Linked DNA regions of Sus scrofa: region 2 is linked to region 1. A link is a contact called in public Hi-C data. All regions are on one chromosome and are shown on one strand. The core of a region is the stretch at or near the end of the contact, and the rest is flanking DNA. Distances in the headings are between cores, read along the strand shown.

Region 1 (3,644 bases), core at 631-3,130:
ATCAGTAGAATGTGAAATGGAAAATGAAGTTAGAAGCCAAACTTCTAACGTGACTTCCAAAGGAAGCATTTTAAAATAACCACAAAGCTCAGGTGCATATTAGGCCGTTGGCTCTTCAATTCCTTCTCAATCTGCAATCACCTGAAAGTCATTTGGAAACAGCAAGCAAATGACTGGGTCCATCCCTATGACTCTTCCGTTCTTGCGAATCTCTTATTAGTGCTGCCAGGACCCTCGGAGGTGAAATTTCACAGCCATTCTTCATCAGAAAGTAAATTGCAGTGTTAATTCCCAAAGTGGGTACTGAACTTTGGAGGTGTGGAATTCACCTTTCCCCTTTTTGTTTTCTCAAACCACTTCAGTGTTCTGTTCCAAACATACAACTGATATCTTATCAATCACTTCAGTAATTTCTTTTTCTTTTTTGTCTTTTTTTAGGGCCTTACCCATGGCATATGGAGGTTCCCAGGCTGGTGGTGGAATTGGAGCTGTAGCTGTCAGCCTGTGCCACAGCCACAGCAATGTCACATCTGAGCTGCATGTGCGACCTACACCACAGGTTACAGCAATGCAGGATCCTTAACTCACTGAGCGAGGGCAGGGATGGCACCTGCATCCTGGTGGATCCTAGTCAGATTCCTTTCCACTGAGTCCCGGGAACCCCAGTGCTATTTTAAAAGACATGCAACCTTTAAGGCGAGTAATAAGATTCTAATGAGGGCTTCGTGGAAGAAGAGGCAGGAGTGGGATTTCCATAAGCAGATGTAAGAGTGGGTTGTTTGAAGGTATTATGGCTGGGACACAAAAGAGCAAAGAGGACTGGGGGCCCTCAGTGCCAGGCGAAGTTGCTGAGACTTTTCTGTGGGCCAAGAAAGTGGCTAAAGGCTCTTAGGAGGGGAACAACATCTGACTTGTGTCTTTGAAATATCGTCCTGGCCACAGTGTGAAGGTTTAGAGGGAGTGAAGTGACTGCAGGGGAGCACCAGAAAGGAGCCTGTGGGAAGGATGCGAGTGGCGAGAGGGCAGGTTGCTTTGAGGAGGGTGGGGGTTATAGCCCCTGGGTAGGCTGGCTGTGACCTGGTCTAAGGAGTCAGATCGGTTGAGGAGGGAGCGAGGACCCAGGTCAGTGCAGGGGAGTGGCGCGTCCTGAATCCAAGCAGGGAACCGAACAGGGAGGAGCAGGAGCCTGGGCAGGGGAGATGGCCACGATCAATCAACTCCTTCTCTGTTCGACCTCGCGGTGGAGACCGCCAGGAAGCGGCTGCAAGTGTGCACCTGGCTCTTGGGAGCAAGCGCTGGTCAAGCTGCTCCCAAAGAACGCGCAACGCTGCGATGTGAGATGAAACCGTGCTTTTTCTGGAGCCGGGTTTAAAACTCGCTTCCAATGGCGCAGTGAGTGAAGTCCGAGGGCGCGCTAGCGCAGCGCTGGGTCCGGCGTTCTCAAATGCCGGGTCGCTAGGCCGAGGGACGTCTCCCGGAGCCGCGTCCGTTGGGAGCACCCAGGTGTCCCACGTGGGCAGTTCACCCGCGCGGGCCCGGCCGAGCGCGGAAGCAGCGGCGTCGTCTCGGCCCTCCCGCGTCTCCTCCGGCCCCGCGGCAGCGGAGCGCCGCGCCGTCTGCTGCCTCCCGCCGCTCGGGAAGGACCTCACCGGCCCGCGCCGCGCGGCTCGGCTCCGCCAATCAGCGCGCTCCTTCCGCGGCCGGCCGGCGCTCCAGTGACGCGCGCGCCAGCCTGCGCCCGCGGCGCTTTGGCGACGGCCCCTCCCGCGCCCGCCCGGCCCGTTAGCTGCGCGCCGCGCCTCTTGTGCGACGGCCCCTGGGCGGCGGCGCGTGCGGGCGCGGCCTTGGCGCGCCCCCTGGCGGCCCGGCGGGGATCTGCGGGCGCGGCGCTGACCCGGAGGCGGCGGCGGCGGTGCCCGGATGGAGGCACGTCATTGTCCCCCGCCGGGCGGCTGGGCTGTGTGCGGCGGCGGTGGCGGCGGCGGCGGCGGCCGAGGGGGATGGAGCGAGCGCCGAGCCGGGTCAGGTAAGCTCCCGCCTCCTTCCCGCCCGCCGCTGGCCGGCGTGGGGCCCGCGCGGCGCCCCGCTCGCTTCGGCCGCAGCTGGCCCGGCCGCCTCTCAGCCGGCGCGGCCCGCCGGGGGCTGGCGCGGCCCCTCGCCCGCCGCCCCCTCCGCAGCGGCGGGCCGCCCGGGACCCCGCCGCGCCGGTGGCAGCGCCGCCCCCGCCGGCCGGGCCAGGCCGCTGGGGAGGGGGCGGCGGCCGCGGCGGCGGCGGGGCGCCCGGCGAGCGGGGCTGCGCGGGGAGGCCGGACCCCCCTGGTTGCCATGGACACTGCCCTCCCGCCCCCGCCGGGCCCAGCCCGCCCCCTCGGCCCGTGGGTCGGGCCCGGCGGGCGGCTCCGGGGCGGCCAGGCCGGCACGGGGCGGCCAGGGGTGGGCGTGTGCCGGCCGCCGACCGCGGAGCCCGGCGTCCCCGGGCCGCCCGCCGCCCCCCGCGTGGCTGCCACCTCCCGCCCCGGGGCGCCGCTCGGAGCCGGGGGCTCGCCTCCCCGACCCCCCAGAGAGACAAAGTTTCCCACCCGGATGCCCGCCGGCCCGCCCGCGGTGCCGGTGCCCCCGCGCGGGGCCGTCCCCCCGGCTCCTCCGCGGAGTGTCCGAGTTCCCCACGCCGGCCGCCGGGCGGAGCGGGCACCCTCGGGGGGAGCGAAGGGGCGGGCCGGGTGGCCCGGCGGCGCGTCCCCCAGAGCTGCGCTGCCCTGGTCCTGTTCTTTATTTTCGGGGCAGGGGGAGCCAACTTACCTGGCGGGGGTTGGGGGGAGAGGGAGATGAGTTTCAGATGTGAGAGGTGAAGGTTTGACGGGACAGAAGTTTTACAGTCTAGGACTTTAACCTCGCTATAATGAATGCAATTGAGATTACTTTTGTTGAATAGCTCTTTTATATTCAGGGAAGCCTTAGGGCTTACTTGTTTGTAGGCGCACACGTTGGTTATTTAAAGTAAATACGCTCAAATAACAGTAAAACTGCTTGAAAAACTAGTTAACGCCTCTTTTCCGAGGTAGCAGCAGTATTTTGGGTTCTTAGCCGTTTTAGTGGCGTCTCAAATTTTAGTTGTACGTTTTAAACGTAATTCTACTCTTTCGACTTGATTATTCATTCAAAGTGCTTAGGTGATATGAATAATCGTTTTCACTTGTTTGTTTTTATTTAGGGTCAGTTTCACTTTCTTTTCTGTATCATTGAATTAACTCTACAGAGCTTGGTTGGTAAAAGTTTAAAGGTAATTGATTTGTTTACGTGAAAATAATTAAAATCCACGTTGGGTCTTTTTAAACCTCCGGAATGGAAATGCATCGTGAATGTGGATTACATTGTCTATTAAGAAGAGTGTAACAGTTTCTTTTTCTGTGTATTGATATTAGTACTGCAATGTATGTGAAATGCCACAATGTTTAAATAGTTTTAAAACAAGAGAGAAGCATGCATTCTAGCGTTTGGCCACCACAAGGGAGAGATACCATGAAAGGACAGAATTATAAGATTTTCACATAAAACACTGAACAAGTATACTTAAAGGACGCACATGTGAAGTCGATTAGTCGCATTCCTTCGCACACATCCTACCTTGATTCTTTTTAAGAAAT
Region 2 (4,078 bases), core at 56-2,555, 70 kb before region 1:
CTCCATGCTACCACCTGAGCTACTTTAGAATTCACAGATCTGGTCGACTACTTTTTCTGCTTAAGATTTTACTAGCATCCCATTGTCTGCCACGTCATTTCAAATCCAGTCAGAATTACACCCCAATCTATTCTCTCTGTCTCTTTCTCTCTCTCTGGTCAATCCTGTACCCATTGCCAATTTCCCTCTATTCTGGTCAGAGTAAACACCAATCTCCTTTAGACACTACTCCTTGCCTACACAGGTGTGTCCAGACCACTCCCCTCCTCTTCCTCTGCCTGGCAAACTCCTGCTCATCCAAAAAATGTTCATCCATGTGTTAAATTAATCACTTCCAGTAAACTGTAACATGGATGTAACTGAACATCGGGGCCTCCCTGGGAGAGAAATCTTTGAGGATTTCCCACAGCATCTAACACAGAGTTGATACGCAGTAAACCCCTGTAAAATAAAGAAACATCTTTTCTCTTCATTCGACCTTGCAAAGAATCCCACTCAAGTCTGTCTTAAATGTGGAAACTGCAGATGACACCAAATAAAGTGGAAGAAGTATCTTTAAATATTTGGCCTTTTTCCGCCCAAAGGCTACAAGTACATTCCTGATATTTATTTTGAGGGGTGGAGATACAACATTTACATACAGACGGCAACTCTGGGTTCAAGAATCTGACACTGAGTGTGAAAGCGCTACCTGAAGATTCGCTAACCCGAGTGCGTGTACTTTACCAGCCAGTAATCGCATACTCAAGGAGATAGAGAAGTACTAGTTTTTTTTTAAGACTGTGCGGCCATGCAAATTAGCTTGTACCTTAAAGCCTTCCCTAAAATAACCCTCAATTTTACAAAAGAGAGAGAAAGCAAGCAACCATGTAAAAAGAAAATGAATTCCGTTCAGGGGGATTTCAAGGTCCACGGCTTCAGATCCACGGATGCGACGCAGCGCCTGCGCAGGGCCTGCCTGGGAGCCGGCCGAATCCCCGCGAACCCCGACTTCAAGGTGCACCCACAGGGCAGCGGGGCCGGCTAGCGAAGAAAAGCCCCTCCCAGGCCTCCGGGCCGCCAGCTCGCCCAGCGCCGCAGTCACTTTCCCCTCCTTTCCAGGGGTCTGGAACGCCGTGGGCCTTACACTCGGCGACGGCGAAGGGAGACTGCACGCACGGCTCACCTCGGCCCCTCGGCTCGCTCCATGGATGCAGAGCCTGACCAGGGACAGATCGCGCCGCTTCTCCTACACCGGACCGGCCGCCCGGCCGCCCACTGGCTGCTCCGGACACTGCGCCCCGCCCCCGCCACTTCCGGATAAGGCTGGGAACGCTTCCCACAGTCCCCCTCGCTGATTGGCGGTTGTCAAAGGTCGAGTCCGTGACGTCAGGAAAGCAGAGGCCAATTAGAGCACAGGAACTGAGCTTTCGCCAACGCTAGTAGCTGGGTCGGAAACGAGGTGTCTGCGGTCCGTCTAGGATTTGGACGGTTTTTCAGCGTTCGTGTCCCTCACTCGCCACCTTCCCTCCTTTGGGTCCCACGATGCCGATGTACCAGGTAAAGCCCTACCACGAGGGCAGTGCATCTCTCCGTGTAGAACTTCCCACCTGCATGTACCGGCTGCCCAACGTGCACTGCAGGACCGACAACCCAGCGCCAGCCACCGGCCACGTGCAGGTAGGAGCCGGCGGGCCTTGCCCCTCCCCCACCACCAACCCAGTGCGCAGGCGTCCGGGCTGCTCTCCATCCCTTGCCTGTTCAGCGCGCAGGCGCTCTGACTCTGCCGCGGCCCCACCCCGCCGCCCTCTTGCTTAGTTCGCAGGCGCCGCTGCCCTGGCGGGCTCAATTGGGGGACTGCGGGCTGGAGCCCCTCTAGGACCCCGCGGTGGGACGCAGCTGTCCAGAACTCGCCGAGGGGGCCGGGCCCTATCGCCCTTCCCACCCCAGCCTCACGCGCCCGTCGGTCTCGGAGTGGCTGTAATTTAATTCTCTCTTAAAAGATCCATCTTTTTTTTTTTTATTGTAACTAAACTTTTTTAGTAGGAAATTTTACTTACAGAAAAGCGAGTAGCCCGCAAATGCTTATTTTGAGGAATTATAAAGCTAATCCAAGGGTCACCACTCAGAATAACACGTTGTCAGCGCCCCCTCCTAAAACTACCCCCCAAGTTCCCTCCTTGCATGGTCAGTATGTCCTGCTTTTCTCTCTTATTTCATCATCTAAGAATCCATTCCTAAACTGTAGTGTTGGTGTAAGTGGAAGCGTGAAGTTTGTGCCCTGCAGTGTCTGGCTGCCTCTTCTGGACATTATTTTAAGAATCGCTTTGCTGCATGAAAAAAAAAAAAAAACCCGAAGCGTTCGCCCTCTGCGGTCGGCTGCTCCTTCGCATGGCTGTGCCCCAAGGTTATAGCTCCCAGGCCACTGCTCACGGGCGTTGGCTGGTTTTCCATTTCGGGCTCTATGAATAATTCTGCAGTGAATATTCTTGTACTTGAGGAGATGTAAGGTAAATTCTAAGCGATGGCATTGCTGGCTCAGTGGGCTGGTCTATCTTCAACTGGACTAAATTGCTTTCCAAAGCAGTCCTACTGGTTTGTGCTGTCACCTGCAGTGCATGCGAATTTCTCATGGTGGCAGCCCTCCACAAAGCTGGTCGGTGTACGGGGCATCCTAATGTCAGTTTAGTTTCCATCTCCCAGACTTTGAAATCAGTTGAGCACTTTCATGTTTATTGGGCATTTTGATTGCCTCTTTTGTGAAAGTACCTGCTCAACTTTTACTTTTTTAATTATTGCACATATATGTCCTAGTCTTCCATCTGGAGAGACCTTCTGCTCATTCTCACTGAAGATGAGTAAATAGATAAGTTCCGTGGCTCATTTTCCGTGTCATCCTTTGTCTTAAGAGCTTTCTGCCTTGAAGAGAGGTGGTTAGTTTATTTGAAACCAAATGACACAGCTGTTGTCTCACTGCAGGCATGGTCCAGTGTCTCTTCACCTGGACAGTCCCCATGGAACCAAAAAGAAAGACCCAGAGTGGGGAGTGTCACATCTCTTTTGAGACAAAGTCCTGTTTTTTAACAGGACTTTGGGCATTAAACTGCTAGATGTTCATCTAGCAGATGACAGCAGCATGGACAGACAGATAATTAGAAGTCTGGCATCTCCAGGGGAAATGAGAAAATAAAATAAACTGCTTCTGAATACATGTAAAATGAAACAGATGGATAAACAGCACACCAAGGGATAGTGCAGCTTGAGTGAGGAAAAGAGCGGGCCGGCATTAGAAGGGGTGGCAGGGAGTTCCCGTCGTGGCGCAGTGGTTAACGAATCCGACTAGGAACCATGAGGTTGCGAGTTCGGTCCCTGCCCTTGCTCACTGGGTTAACGATCCGGCGTTGCCGTGAGCTGTGGTGTAGGTTGCAGACGCGGCTCGGATCCTGCGTTGCTGTGGCTCTGGTGTAGGCTGGCGGCTACAGCTCCGATTCGACCCCTAGCCTGGGAACCTCCATATGCTGCGGGAGCGGCCCAAAGAAATAGCAAAAAGACAAAAAGACCAAAAAAAAAAAGAAAAAAGAAAAAGAAAGAAGGGGTGGCAGGTAAAGCAGAGCTCGGCACCTCCGAGTTCCTCACACTGAGCCGTGCCGGGCTCCTGGTCACGGCCACGGTCCCCCTGCAGCCCTGGCCCAGACCGTCTGCAGTGCGTGTTGACGGACTTTGAACAGAATGGGTGCTTTGTTCCGGGTCAGGCAGGAGCCCAGCTGGCATTTGTGGAAAAGAGCAGAGTTGTGCACAAACAATGCACAGGTACAGGTGGATGAAGAGGTTACAAGTATTGCTCGGAACTGATGCTGAGTGACAAGGCTCCCACAGGGCAGCCTTACCTGTCACACATCGGTCGTACTCCCTCATTTCTGGTCCACAGCTAATCACTTCATTGACACAGTTTTGTGTGTGTGTTTTTTAAGGGCCGTACCCAGGGCATATGGGAGTTCCCAGGAGAGGGGTCCAAGCAGAGCTGCAACTACGGGCCTGCACCACAGCCACAGCAACGTACACGGCAGCGTGCAGCAACACTGGATCCTTAAGTAAGGCC

Evidence for each region. A called contact is a pair of places that touch in the nucleus more often than the background predicts.
Region 2: a Hi-C map of fetal liver shows a contact between it and region 1, with 2.4 times the contacts expected there. A contact is called at or near these places in 1 of 5 promoter capture datasets (liver), 19 of 47 Hi-C or Micro-C datasets (alveolar macrophages, embryonic fibroblasts, epiblast stem cells and 11 more) and 2 of 2 datasets of targeted methods (alveolar macrophages and skeletal muscle).

Annotation. Positions count from the first base shown.
Region 1 is chr3:5,046,563-5,050,206 of Sscrofa11.1, reverse strand. USP42 (a long non-coding RNA gene) reads left to right here and starts at 1,880. Exons shown (of 18, transcript XR_002342221.1): 1 at 1,880-2,026.
Region 2 is chr3:5,115,229-5,119,306 of Sscrofa11.1, reverse strand. PMS2 (mismatch repair endonuclease PMS2) reads right to left here and starts at 1,305. Exons shown (of 14, transcript XM_021086081.1): 1 at 1,166-1,305. It overlaps AIMP2 (aminoacyl tRNA synthetase complex interacting multifunctional protein 2), which reads left to right and starts at 1,388. Exons shown (of 4, transcript NM_001244557.1): 1 at 1,388-1,659. The coding sequence starts at 1,525.